2 separate regions of the Mus musculus genome follow, and region 2 is linked to region 1. A link is a contact called in public HiChIP or PLAC-seq data. All regions are on one chromosome and are shown on one strand. Each heading gives the region's core, a stretch centred on a gene start, on an enhancer-like site or on the middle of the called end of the contact. The rest is flanking DNA. Distances are from core to core; before and after follow the strand shown.

Evidence for each region. HiChIP or PLAC-seq counts read pairs in DNA pulled down with a chosen protein or histone mark.
Region 2: a FOXA1 HiChIP or PLAC-seq map of pancreatic cancer cells shows a contact between it and region 1. The contact joins two enhancer-like sites. A contact is called at or near these places in 2 of 15 datasets of contacts at CTCF or cohesin (the NIH/3T3 cell line and large pre-B cells) and 8 of 115 datasets of contacts at active chromatin or transcription factors (the NIH/3T3 cell line, embryonic stem cells, extraembryonic endoderm stem cells and 3 more).

Annotation. Positions count from the first base shown.
Region 1 is chr6:37,609,230-37,616,669 of GRCm38.p6, reverse strand. No RefSeq gene overlaps it. Among named protein-coding and RNA genes, the nearest start is that of Gm33429, 82 kb to the right of the region's middle. Within about 2 kb of position 3,584, at least 19 of the 459 cell types and tissues checked have an H3K27ac peak or open chromatin away from gene starts, as enhancers often do. A contact at or near this core is called in pancreatic cancer cells, where this site is marked.
Region 2 is chr6:38,069,135-38,076,574 of GRCm38.p6, reverse strand. It overlaps Atp6v0a4 (ATPase, H+ transporting, lysosomal V0 subunit A4), which reads left to right. Exons shown (of 21, transcript NM_080467.3): 12 at 2,314-2,453; 13 at 4,569-4,726. Among named protein-coding and RNA genes, the nearest start is that of Svopl, 26 kb to the right of the region's middle. Within about 2 kb of position 4,259, at least 35 of the 459 cell types and tissues checked have an H3K27ac peak or open chromatin away from gene starts, as enhancers often do. A contact at or near this core is called in pancreatic cancer cells, where this site is marked.

The DNA.
Region 1 (7,440 bases), core at 2,335-4,834:
ACTTTACTCAACCCCTATTCAAAATGGAAGTCTTATTCCAAACACTTTCTTGAGGTTCTACGTTTCTTCCTGCCACTGGGGTATGGGAACACCGCTGGGCAGCTGAAATGCCTAGACACTAGACTGCATTTACCTTATGCCCACTGTCAGGCGCTAGGCTGGAGGGAAGCACCGATACACCACTTAGGGGCATGGGAAAACAGCCTAGAATGTGAGAGGCTAAATCTGGGGTTCCCAGAGTCCCTGGCTCCCAGTTGTTGCTGGAAATCACAGAGGAGTCAGAAATGGAGAGTTGGGGGCCCACAGCCTGGACCCAGGGCTCCAAACTCTTGGACATATAGATACCCTTGGGTCGAGGGGAATTGGGAATGGAAGAGGCCAGCAGGCTGAGGAGTCTGGGGCCTGGGGATGATGGAACTCTGGCTTAGCTCATTGGTGATTGTCCTTAGCTTAGCAGCGGTTATCTGGGAGCACGGAAGGGCCTTCTGAGAGAGACTTAGGCTGTGCGGTTCTGTATAGGAAGGCTTTCTCCGTGCTCCCCATGGCGAGCCTTGTTAAAATAGACAGTCCTTGGTTCCAAACTGTTTATTGACTGTTCATTGTGGAAAACGGGTATATACCATCTTCTCAGGGTGGACCAGAGATTAAATATCGTTTGCAGGAAGGAATGTCCGGGAAGGGAAGCTTATTGGCTAAACTCTCAGGACCCATCTAGATACCGCATTAGCACGGAGGACTCTGTTCTGATCTATGTGACCATAGGTCATGTTCCTATGTAGGAAGTTTCATGTCTCTTCCTACACATGACAAAGAAAATGTCACATGACAGGCCCTGGTCAGAAACAGGTGAAGCTCCTACCATCTTCTCAGAGGTTTCAGGACTTCCAACCCTCTTAACCTTACCAAGTTTCCTCGCACAGACCATTGTCCCACAGTTTCTTATATTGGGTGCAGGTGTCTCTCTTATGTTGGCATCCATCCCAGGGGCAGCTTATAAAAGCAAATATCATAAAAGTTTATACATGGATGCAGGAAGTGCTGCTGGGTGATTAGCTTGGGTCCAAGTTTATTGTAGAACAAAGCAGTTCTACTCACTTCTATCGTGATTGGTTTCCAAGGGCACAGAATTTAACAGAGTATGCAATCAACTTGTGCACAAGGAAGTTCCCTAGTAACAGCAGAAACACCATATGAGAAAATTTTCTTATAATATTAGTAACAGCACAAAATGGTAGGCTAGCCAGGTAACAGTTACCTAGACCTTAATATTCCTTCTAGGCCTTAGTACAGGGTTTCTTGCCTGAAGTTCATTAGCCCTGTGAATTTGAGGAAGGATTGTTGGCTATTGAGTGTGAGTCACACTTTCTTATTACAAGCCTCACTGTGATAGCAGAAGCAAGGAATAGAATCTGCATTCCGCTCTTCTGTTTAGGGTAGATTTGCTGACATTCAGATTCTGGGTCCCATGAGTGTTTTGGCATAAGAAACCAGTTATTCTCACAACAGTTTGGTCAGAAGTTAATCTGTTTGCACAAAGATTATGATAGGCTGAGAAAATCACTTCTGTTTAGCTTGAGTTGACACAGGGTCTCTTGCATCCTGGTTTATCCCAGGCTGACATCAAAATTGCTATGTTGCCTGAAGGTGACAATCTTGGACTTTACGATCATGTCACCTTCTTCTTCCAAGTGCTGATAATTATGGGCACGAGTCACCATGCCCATCCATTTGCTGGCCATGAATGTACTGAGTAGTATAAGATTGATGTCCAACAATACCTAGGGAGGCATTCTGCCTCTGTTTACCTTTTTAGCACTAAGACTACAAGCATGTGCCACCATCTCTCTCTTATTTTAAACAGTTTCTGAGAATTGAACTCATGTCCTTGTGCTTGTAAGACAGGACTTTCCACTATAGCCTAGGCTGGCCTGGAACTCATGATAGTCTCCTAAGTGCTAGGTTTATAGAAAAATGGCATTCTATTGCTAAGGATTAAGGTTAAATTAAGTCTAAAATTTTTGGTTCACAGAGCACAACTATATTATTCTGAAGCAAGATGATTTTTTTTTAAAGTAGGGTTTTCTTTTGCTGTGATTAAATTCTATTAATTGCTCTCTCATTCTATGTTTAGAGTGCAAAGGTGGGCGTCATTACCCAAGTGCAGCTGGAGTAACAATAACAGCCCTCCTACAAAAGAGAAGGAGCCATCTTAAGCTGCTGGCTAGGTCACCAGAGGCCCTGTAAATATGCAGATTAGATCTCCTTGAACCCCAGAGACATCTCTGAGAATGAAATGTTCTGTCATTCTGAAAACATTCCCCAGGAGGGTCAAGCATGAACTAATCATAACACATGACCAACCCAATGCACTGAAGTGAAAGCCATGTACTGTCTACTCCCATTTAAATGCAAAAGCCTGGGAATTCACTATGGGCCTTATGACTTACCCAGTAACAGCCAAAATAGCTTAAAACCAGACTGGAACTGCCAATGACTGTCTTCCCATGGTTTGTCTCAGGGACCACACTCCCAACTCCCATGTCTGTTTAATGATGGTTAAGAGGGATTCTTTTCTATTCCCCCCATTTCCTATTTTCTTACCTCCTCTTCTTCCTCTTCTTCCTTATTCCCAAGAATTTCCATTTAATCAAAGACATAGTTTTGGGTGTACTCTAGGACTGCCTTAAGGGTGGGAATTAAATTTGGGTCGTTGGTGGAGCTTTAAGCTGGGGCATCATGCAGACGATACACACTAGATTTGCTAGAGCTGTGTTGGTCCCAGTTTTTCCCTGAGTAGCTGTGCTATAATTGGGTTTTCTGGTCACAAACTCTATGCTTCCTTCACTCGCACGATTTTATTCTTTTGACGTTCAAGTACTGGGCTCATTAGACCATTCAGAGATCAAATCTGATAGGCAGCTATCAAACACTTCCTTCTCAGAGGAACTAGGCCGGCACCCTTGGATATGTGGTTTTCCTCGGACATTATGAGTCTAGGTTGTTTGTATTCAAAAGAAGTGTTTCCGAGTATAGTTCTATTGAGAATAGCATAGTTTGACTTCAGTGAAGCAGACTAAGTTGAAGGTTAGAAGGACACAGAAGGGAGAAGTGTGCTGGAACAGAGTGATTGACTAGCTGGGGAAGTGCGGGTTGAACTGCATCTCCTAAAACCATACGTTGATGCCACGCCTTTACCCCTGGTGTGAATATGGTCAGAGAAGAAATATCTTAGGATCTCTGGGACTTTGGGATAGAAGAGGTCATATTGTACCCAGCACTCTAATCTTAGACTGGTGTTCTTATACAAGGAGTGGAATTTAGTCACAGATGGACATAGACAAAAATAATGTCAAGAATGGAGGTCTATAAGTCAACGTATCTGAACGTATTAGAGAGGTAGGCAAGCCTGGGGTTAGTCCTCTGAGCCAGCAGCTTCTGGCTTGTGAGTAACTCCTGGTAAATGCAGAGACTGGGAAGGTCAATTTAAGCTATGATTAAGGCAAACACCACCGTGTTTGGTAAATCTAAACCTGCCCTGGGAGCAAACTGTCAGGAACACCCCGCCCCATTTACTCATGTTGTTGTTGAATGACATAACAAACACATGCTGACACTTATGAGGTGTGGACTTAGAGGTAAATGGCTTAGAGTAGAGCACTTGCCACCCAAGCACGAGGACCTGGGTTTGGATTTCCAGAACCCACACAGAGCTGGCTGCAGTAACGTGCTACTGAGTGGTAGAACCAGGAGAATCCCTAAAGGTCGAGAGACCAGTGAGCGTGTGTGTGTGTGTGTGTGTGTGTGTGTGTGTGTGTGTGAAGGAAAGTTCCCAGAAATCTCCAATTGATTCTTCTGCTGGGTTGATTAGAGCTTCCAGAAACCACAGAGAGATTAGAATAGTGCAGGTCAAGGACTGAGTTGCAATTTATCTTGGCCTGTCTTTAGCCCCATAAATAGACATTCTTGGCCCACTTCTGCATGTGACCTAACATCCCAGGACTAATAGATAAAAACCCCTTGGAATGCATTCCCTTAGCTGACCATTAGTTTCTACCTACCCAGGAGCTAAGCATCTCACCAGACAGCATGCCTCTGAACTTCTTTCTTGGCTATAAACTGCTTCTTTGATATTTCTACCAATCAATTTGAAAAGTGCCTTGGATTATGATTTTTCTGTTGTTGTTGTTGTTCTGTTACTATAAAAAACTTCCTAAGACTGCTTCCATGTTGGAAACTTGAATTTGGGGTAACCTAAATCTGTGTTCCCTTGCTGTCTTAATTATCATTCTGTTGCCTTGAAGAGACGTTATGACCAAGGCAGCTTATAAAAGAAAGCATTTAACTGGGCGCTTGCTTACATTTTCAAGGATTAGTCCACGGCTATCATGGTGTGGAACATGGCAGCCAGCTGGCCGTTGAGCTGCTTCAGGAGTAGCTGAGAGTTTCTATCTGATCCATTAGCAGCAGGCAGAGAGGGAGACTGGGCCTGGCATGAGGCCTCCATGACAGGCCTCTTCCAATAAGGGTACACCTCCTAACCCTTCTTCAGCAGTTCCACAAACTGGGCACTAAACAGCCACCTCATGGAGGCCATTCTTATTCAAACCACCACACGGGTGCTCATCTCTCATATTTGGTTCTGGAGTAAACTTTCTTCTTTTTCCACCTAATTTTTGTTGTTGTTGATTGTTTGGGAATTTCACATAATGCACCTGATTACCCTTACTTCTCAGGCCTCCCAGGTCCACCACCCCTGGTGGTCTTCCTCCTCTCCACAAAAAAGAAAGGAAGGAAGGAAGGAGGGAGGGAGGGAGGGAGGGAGGGAGGGAGGGAGGGAGGGAAGGAAGGAAGGAAGGAAGGAAGGAAGGAAGGAAGGAAGGAAGGAAGGAAGGAAGGAAGAAAAGTCTAATTTGTGTTGTCCATATACTCACTGGAGCATGGTCAAACCCCTAGTGGCCAGCCCCTTAAAAAACAGTGAGTCCTTCTCCACCCCTAACCCCACTTCATCATCTTTATCACAACTTTTAATAGTTCTCGTCAATAGCTTCCTGTCTAAGATACTGCTTGGGGTGGGGGAGGCAGTGAAGAGGTGGAGGAATAGGGGTGTTCTCACAGAAGCCTTCTATGGCTCTTTTTTTTCAACTGTGAGCGTACAGCCGTCCTTCGTAATTACCTTTGTAAGCAGAGGCATGGGGCTCTGTTTACTCCAGAACCAAATATGAGAGATGAGCACCCATGTGGTGGTTCCACATGGTTTCTGTCTACAGCATGGTCCATGGACCATGGCCTCTGACATGTGGCATGTGCCACAGACACACGGGTCGCCAGCGGCAGTATGGGCCATGGGCAATAACTCAGTCACTGGTGACAGCCTGACCCCCTAGTCATCAACACGGCTTCAAATGGCAGCACAGATCATGGGCATTGGCGTAGCTTTTGGTGTTAACACAGGCCATGGAAATCAATTCGGCCCTGGCTGCAGCAGGATCATGGACCCAGACATCCTCCCAAGCCCCTTATCATAGCCAGTGGACATCAACATGGCTTCAGGCAGCAGCACAGTCTATGGATATTTGCACGGCCCGCAGCATCAACACAACGCTGCCACTGACATCAACTGCCCCGGTCGCATCAGGACCACGGAACCAAACATGCCCGCCCCACTCCTTTAGTCCACCCAAATTAAAAAGGGCAAAGAACAGGAAAATCTATTTTGGTAGTAACACAGTCCACAAAGACTGCAACAGGACCACGGACTCAGACACGGCCTCCAGCGATAGCTCAGGCCTCAGACACCGACATAGTTCAGCCTCTCTCCACCAGGTATGCGCTGCTCGGTTCCTCCTTCTTTCTACCCCTCACAGTGGCATTGCAAACTGCAGCACATCACTCTATACTTTGTGCCCACACAGCTCTACATGTAAACACTCATTGCCACAAGTCATGGCCTGGAGCATGCCCTCTGGTCTCCGAAGAATGATAAATACCGAACCATCACCAAGACTTCTTTCGTTACGGCCACGCTTCAGGGTTTCAATGGCTGTGACGTGCTCCTGGATCTTGTTCTGCTGCGCTGGCTCCTCCTTGCCGTCTAGCAGCTCGTAGACGGAGTAGATGCTGGAGTTGACTGACTCGAAGAACTGGGTCTGGACCACCCTCCACGCCCTTACAGCGGGCTCTTCGGGGTGTCCGCCCTATGCTTCAGTGAGCTCCTCCAGAGTAAACTATCTCTTATCCTCTTGAAATTACATTTTTTAAAAAAATGTAGACAAATAAAGTGAGGAGATGAGCTACTACTTCAACAGATTTAATCTGAGAGAACCTGCAGAAGGGAGGTCTTTAGATCCAAAAACCAGAGAGCTGGTTGCCAGCCTACAGGCCAGGGATAGCTATAGGGGAAAGGATGAGGGATAGGGACCAAAACACTGCCTCAGTTGGCCTCTCGTTTGGCCTGAGATGCCTTCTTGCTAGGAGTGACCAGAGGGCAGTGAGTAGATGAATATTAGATGCATAGACATCCCTTGAGGCAGCTATTACCAGGGCTCTGAAGGATGAGGGGCGGCAAAATCCAGGAAATGCTGCTTTAGTTCTGAGAATGCTAATTACTGTGTTTTCCAGGAACTGTTGTCACTTATCCAAAATGGAGGAACTTAAAAAATGGCATTATTATGGCCAATCTTTGTTTTCTTTAATACTACAGAACTATGCGTAACCCCCCCCCACACACACACACACACCTCACACACACACAAATAAATAAGGGTAAAGAACATGAAAATATATTCCACATCAGGGAGAAATATGTGTGAAAATATGTAATATCTTGACCATAGAGAGATAGATATATGCTCATATAGACATGCATGTACCTCCAACAACCCCACATATACAAATGTGTATACTCACACATACATTAATTAACACAATTTTCACATACCCACATGCACACACATACACACACCTGCACACCCACCCCACATCCTGTATGCCCACGCTTGCACTTGCACATACATATGCATACATATGCACACAACCACATGCACACACACATTCCAACATACACATACACATATTTGCAGTCACACATATACATGCACACACATGCCCAAACATGCCCAACGGTGTGCATGCACACATGTGTACACACACACCTAAGTAAAGCTATATAAAGTATAGGACATACAAACATTTTCATATTAAAGAACATTGAGACACCATTCAGTAAACCAGTAAATGTGTTTGGTGCTCAAATAGTTGGGATCATGAATGGAGACATTTTTTAATGCATGTTTTGAACCATATAAATATTTTATCTATTATAATTCATACACAGTACATTCATTTGGAAAATCACAGCTTGCTTCTTGGAATAACACTCCATAAATATAAGGTAACTTCCCCCACCATCTCTTTCTGTATCCTCCCTCCCTCCCTCCCTCC
Region 2 (7,440 bases), core at 3,010-5,509, 460 kb before region 1:
TCATTTAATTTCCCGTATTGTCTTTTGTAAATGCTGACTCATGAAAGATTTGGTTTTTGTCTTTACCTGTCCTTGTGTCTGTATTTGTTTAGAGTCAAGGTCCCGTATGTAGCCCGGGATGGCTTTGAACTCAGGACTCCCATGTTTCCATCTCTGCACTGAGCTTACAGGTGTGTCATACCACACCTGGCTCTTTTAAATGGCAGCCAACCCTAGTTTTAAAAGAATTATTTATTTATTTTATTTATCTGAGTATATTGTAGTTGTCTTCAGACACACGAGAAGAGGTCATCCGATCCCATTACAGATGGTTGTAGCCACCATGTAGTTGCTGGGAATTGAACTCAGGACCTCTGGAAGAGTAGCCAGTGCTCTTAACCACTGAGCCATCTCTCCAGCCCCCAACCCTAGCTTTCATCCGTCTCCAGGTCAGCCAGGACCCTTTAGCATCTTTACAATCCAGAAGTTATGATGTGAGAAAGATAGGATACACAGGACTTTGGGTCAGCAGAATAGATCCTGAGTGCCTGGTGCTGTACAGTTCTGGTGGCCTGGTTAGTAAAATAGAGGGTTAGACCAGATGGACTGTAGCCACACAGAGAACAGTGCAGCTCTACAGCTTGAGTCTTCTGCAACTTGTGACCAATAATGCAGGGGCCTCATGGGGTCGCAATGCCTGTGGATAACTGTTGGTGCTGTGTCTGTAGTGGAGACAGACCAAAGATGGCGCTTGAAAGAATATAGAAGTTAGAGACAGGCTTCCAGTTCTGTCTCAGCTACTTTTATAACACTGGCCAAATACCTCTATAAACAACTTCCTGGAGATGGGATTTGATTAGTACTTCCTGTTGCTGTGATAAAATGCCCTAACCCCCCAAAAAAATGTAGGGAAGGAAGGCTTTATTTTATCTCTTGGTTCCAAAAGGAGTGTACGCTATGGCATGGTACACAACAGGCATGGTGGGCAGGCATGACAGTAGGACCAGGAAGCCGGGGGATCACATTGTCAGCTGCACACAGGAAACAGAAAGAGAACAGGAAGTGGGACACAGCGATAAAGCCTAAAGCCCATGCCTCAGTGACACAATTCTTTCATCAAGGCTCCACCTCCTAAAGGTTCCACAATCTTCCCAAACAGGGTCATCAACTGGGGGACCCAGTGTCTACATATGTGAGCCTATGGGGACATTAGTCCTTCAGGCCACCCAGGAGGAAGGATACATTATCTCCCAGCTTCAGGGGGCTCAGTCTAAGGCTGCTTGGTCCCTTGGGCAGAGCATCATGGTGGCAGGTTGAGAAGGAAAAAAGAGAGCTGAGAAATGGGGAATGTGGGAAGGGGTCGGGGCAAGGTAGAATCTTGTCCGAGTTTGATTTCTGTTGCTGTGATCAACACCGTGACAAAAGCAACTCGGGCAGGAAAGGGTTTATTTCAGCTTACAGTTGTAGTTCATCAAGAAGGGTTAGAACTTGAGGCAGGAATCTGGAGGCAGGAACTGAAGCTGAGACCATGGAGGGATGCTGCTTACTGCCTTGCTCCTCGTGGCTTGCTCAGCTTACTTTCTTATGTATCCCAGGGCCACCAGGGCTGCACTGATTCCTGGGCGGGGCCTTCTCACATTATTTAGTAATGAGAAAATGCCCACAGATTTGCCTACTGACTAAACTGATGGAGACTTTTTCTTCCCAGGATGACTTTGGCTTGTGTCAAGTTGACCAAAACAACCCAGAAACTAGCCAGCACAAGTCCCAAACAGCGATCTACTTCCTCAGATGAATACAGACCTGACCTATGTTGGAGGAGCAGACACTGGAGGCCAGCTCAGGAACTGTCCCTTAGAGATGCCCCAGGCTGTAGCCTGCGGGTTTCCAATCCCTTATTTAGCAGACAAGGCCTGAGATCCTGAGTTCTACCTTTCACTCCCTCCTAAAGCCACCATCCGAGGAATCCATTAAGGGACTGACCGAGTGGTTAGACCAGAGACCTCAGGGTCTCATTCTTATCAGGAATCTAGTTCAGCAAGCAGTCAAAATCAACTATCACAGTGGCATCTAATTTTGTGACAGTGAGAAGCTTCAATCACTGTATAAGACTTAGCGCTGGCATAAACCAAGAAAGGATAGCTGTGTTCACCGGTTAGCTCAAGCACATGGGAGCCAAGCCAGGATTGTGTGGAGATGGTGGAGGAGAGACAATCAGGAAGGCTTGTGTAAACTTGCCAGCAGATGGGGAAGGGAGGGGCTTCCCTAGGGAAGACTTGGTTGAGTGTGGGGATCCATTCGGGGCCTCAGCTGCTGTGACTGTCACCCCTACAGCTCCCTACACTATCATCACCTTCCCCTTCCTGTTCGCTGTGATGTTTGGAGACTGTGGTCATGGAATGGTGATGCTGATGGCAGCCTTGTGGATGGTCCTAAATGAGAGGCACTTGCTGGCTCAGAAGAGCACCAACGAGGTGGGTGGGCCCAGCAAATGTTCTGGGAGGGAAAATGTTACAATGTAACTTCTAGGGGTTGTTCGCTGTAGCTCACGCCTTTAACCTGAGCCCTTGGGAGGAAGGGGCAGGAGGATCTCTGAATTCTTCAAAGCTACTCTGGCCTACATAGTCAGTTCCAGGACAGCCAGACCAAGATCTGAGACCCTGTTTTGAACAAACAAAAGACAGACACAAATTGTATATGTGAGGGCCAGAGAGATGGCTCGGCACTTCAGAGTGCTAATGCTCCTCTATAAGAGCTGAGTGTGGTTCCCCAGCACCAGTCACTCTCTTGCTCCAGGGGATCTATCGCCCTCTTCTGACCTCCTCAGGCACCTGCACATATGTGGCATGTACTCACACAGATGCACACATAAGAAATAACTGTAAGAATCAATCTTTTTAAACATATGCATGTGATTGTCACTATAAGGAATAACATATATTTATAAAAATAACTCGATTCAACAAAAACTCTTAATCAGTGTGGGGTTTCTTGCTGTAGTGAACACATCTTTTTTCTTTTTCTTTTTGTGACATTATAAGACGTTGGCTTTTACTTTTTAAATTTTATTGATTTGTTTATTTATTTATATCCTTTTGAGACAGAGTCTCATCTATCCACACGTGGCTTCAAGCTCACTGTATAGTCAAGGGTAACTCTTTACTTCTGAGCTTCCTGCTTCTACTTATGGAGATCTGAGATTGCAGGCATACACTGCTATGCCAGGTTTATGTTGCATGCTAAACAAACTCAAAGCAGTGATTTTTGTTGATGGTTGAGGGTATTGGGGAACAAACCCAGGGCCTTGTGTGTGCCAAGCCCTATTATACCTGTTACATCATCATCGTCATCACCATCATCATTATCACCACTACCACCATCATCACCATCATAATTATCACCACCATTATTATCATATTATTATTGACAGGATCTCACTATATAATCGGAGCTAGTCTCAAACTCACAGAGATCTGCTTACTTCTTCCTCTGGAACGCTGGAATTAAATCTAGCCTCCTCTTAATATTTTAAAAACTTTCTTTACTCTGATTATAAAAGCAATATGTGGTAATTGTGTCAGATTACAGTCCAGAAACCTAGAGAAAGATCTTGATGAATGCTTTTGAATATATTTCCATTCTGTGTGTTTGTGCTTGTCTACAAATATGTACTTTTCAAAAATTGCCATCGAGAATCACACATTATTTGTAACTTCCTTTAAAACCTATCATATAGTACCATGAATATTTTGTTCATGGCAGAACTTTTAAGAAACCCCAAGGAGTCCTGGATATTAATGGTACCTCACTTCTCACTGACTTTGGCATGGTCTCCTTCCATAGTATTGTGAATATAGAGGCCCCCGGATGCCTGTGTTGGTTAATGGCAGATAAGCTCTTGGTCATACACTTGACAGAGTGGAGCCATGCCCTTAGCTATGTTCCAGACTATAAGAATGGCTACAGACCTCTGGCACATACTGGGTTGGTTAGAAGGAGTGCCGTGATGTCACTGTGAGTTAATCATAAGCCTGGCCAGTCTTGTGACCAATTCAGTCTTCCATGACAAGTTTAACAGAGGTCATTTTCCTTGGAGGACATTTAAAATTGCAAACGGACTTGTCATCAGCTCTTAGAATGAATGATATCCACAGCCAGCACCCCAGGAAGCTGCTTTCCCTAGCAGATGTGACAGATAGAAGCCCAACTGTGCTTTGTCTCTGTGAAGACAAAGCCCCAAAGGCATACAGACCTGTGATGATAGGACAGAGGCCAGCGCAGGGCCTGTCTCCTGGAGGTGCTGGAGACCACAGCATGCCAGCTCACTTAGTAGATGAGGCCTCAGTGTGCACAGCCATGCATTCTGTGGAAAGAGAGAATGTGAGGCTTACATGCTTTTGTTTGCACAGTGAATAAATGCCCAGGGTTCTCTAGCTGACCTACATAAGCTCGTGTGTGTAGGAATATGATGTCTGCCTTAGTCATGTCATCTCTCCCCCACACTACCGATGCTGGACATATCCCATGTCTCTCTCCCCTCCTGTATCACTTCAGAGCCCACTGACACTCACCCTTTTTTCCTGGACCAGATGTGGAACATCTTCTTCAATGGGCGCTATTTGATCCTGCTCATGGGTATCTTCTCCATCTACACCGGCTTGATCTACAACGACTGTTTCTCCAAATCTTTTAACATCTTTGGCTCCTCTTGGAGTGTCCAGCCTATGTTCAGAAACGGCACGTGGAAGTAAGTTTATAGCCTGCTAGGGCATGCTTGCAGGCCATCCAAAGACTGCAGGGCTCATGGCTCTGACCACAGCTGCCCCTGAAATTTTACCCAATAAGCTAATCTTTTAAAAAAAATTATTTATTAGTATTTTACATGTATGGATGTTTTACCTACATGCACATATATGTACAATATGTTCATGCAGCAGAGGACAGAAGAGGGCTTTGAATCCCCTGGAACTGCAGTTATAGCTAGCTTTTCTGAGCTGCTGTTTGGTTGCTGGGAATAGAATTCAGGTCTTCTGCAAGAGCAAGTACTTTTAACTGCTAGGCCAGCTCCGCAGTCCCTGTAGCCATTTTATCTACTTTGTGCAATAGATAAAAATAGATAACCCAGTAGCTGAACTGGTTGTGGTAGAGAGATAGCTTGTCCAATTCCAGCTCAATTAAATGCATGTTGAGGAGGGTGTGCCACGCAGCAGGCTCTGTGAAAATAGGTGGTATGGCACTTAGAAACTGAGCATCCCGGAAGGAGCTTCGTACCCAAGAGGGTGAGGTTGGCCATGGGCTTTGCTCTTGTGTGGAGATTTGCTAGCCAGGGATTTAGGAGTGAAGACTTGGCGTTAAAAAGGCAGGCATGGGTGATGAAGTATACAGACCCTCAGCTTTCAGTGTTGCTGCCCCCCCCCCACCACCACCCTCACCCGCCACACGAAGCAGGGCATTTCTTAGGCTGCTCAGGAAAGCAGGAGTTCAGTATTAAGAGCAAGGAGGAGATCATGAGTTTGCATTGCCAGCATCCTGGATTGCTTGTGGCTGACAGAGTCAGCATGGTGGGTGGAGGGTCTGAGAAGACAGTTGAATGGAAGCAGGGGCCTAGAAGCTCTCTAAGGCCACAATCTGTTCCTCCCATGTACCTTCCACAGCTGTTTGAGCAGCTAGTCAGACTGGAAGTATATATAACACTGCAGGGTTGTGGATCTAGGGAGAGAGGATTTCAGAGAGACAGAAAAGACACAGTTACAGCCTTGCTTCCTATCCTACCTCTTTCTCTTCCTCTTCCTTTTCCTCCTCCCCCTCTTCTTCCTCTTCCTCCTCCTCCTTTTCCTCCTCTTCCTCTTCCTCCTCCTCCTTCTCCTCTTTTCACGGGAGTGCTATAACATTCCTTTCCTTCTTCCCCTCCCCTCCTCTCCCCTCCCCTCCCCTCCCTTCTACTTCCTGTCTTTCTGTTTTTGAAACATGGTCTCCCTGCACAGCCCTGTCCTTTAACATTTGGAGATACCAGTCTCCCAGGTTCTGGGATTAAAGGTGTGCCTGACTGTGCCCAGCCTATTTGGGTTTTACTTGTTCATCCAAGTCTGTAGAGGACATAAAAGGGAGAGAAAAGGCAAGCAGCCTCATTTGGGGAGCTAGTCTCTGGGGCATTTTATTTGCTGGACATTTCTCATTCATAAATGAGCTCTCTGGAGAGAATGGAAGGTGTTTTGTTTTGTTTTTTAGTAAAAGAACTGAAATCAGGTCCCTGTACGAGCAAGTGGACCACCACCAACTCCATCCCCAGGCCAGATAGATGGTGACAGTTTTTAGCTTGAGTTGTGGAAGTTCTCATAGATCTCATTTGGTTTCTCTGGAAGGCCCAGGCTCTTGGTGTAGAGGATGGCAATATAATAAAGAAAAATGAAGGCTAAAACTGAAGATAGACGGTTGGCTGCATTTGTACCCTACCCTTTATGATGAATAGGCATCGGAAGAAAAGCCTAGAAGGGCTTAATTTTGAACTATATTAAATATGTATGATTTCCCCAAAACTACATGAAATTTTCTTTTCCCTGTAGTGTGAATGAACTTCTTGCTCTGCAGACATGGGTAGGAGTGTATTTCTTTAATGAACCTGCAAATGGCTCCTTTCCCAGCTCCAGACTCTTCAGACACCCTGGAGTCAGGGCAGACAGGTGCTCAGCTGTACACTCCAGCTAGCGAAAGGTAGAACCTCGTTCTCAGTGAGGCAGAGCAAAGTTAGAGTTAGGTCGCCAGGCAGAGCCTGGGTCCTGAGCCTGCTTCCTCTGACACTTGGTGTCTGGAGACAATAAGCCTGTGGTCTCTGGGGTTGGGTGCATGTCCCAGTAAGGAAGGTTACACACTAGTGTCCCAAATAAGCTTCCAGATGCCCTAAGCCTGGGACCACTGCACAGTGATGCAGCATGGAGAGAGTTTCCTGGGTGCTCTGTTACAGTGGTCAATCTTCTTTTCTTTATTTCAAATACATATTCCCTGGATTTTCTATAGAGGCTCATGAAAAAAGGGGGCGGGTGGGTGGGTGGGGCTGGGGACCTTCATTACATGGTAAAGAAAGTACTTACTATATCAACATGGGGACTCAACTTCAGATCTCCAGCATCCACTTCAAAAGTGGGGCATGGCAGTACAAATTTGTAACCTAGGCACTGTGGGACAGGAGTTGGAGGAGGCAGACACATTTTCCATGTTCATTGAGGAGCCTGACCAACGATTATAGTTTCTTCCCCCCCCCCCCTTTAGGGGGACTTGAGTTTTACAGAGATCAAGGTCTATGTGTAAATATTCCATCTGTCCTTAAGGACTGGCCTAGATATCCCCTGGGAGACCTCCTGCCTCCGCCCTTTACTGACTGCACCCCTCCACCCAGCCCCACTTCATCAGACATGTTACAGTTTCTTGTTTTCCTGACTGCATTCCAGGCAGGGCTATGACTCT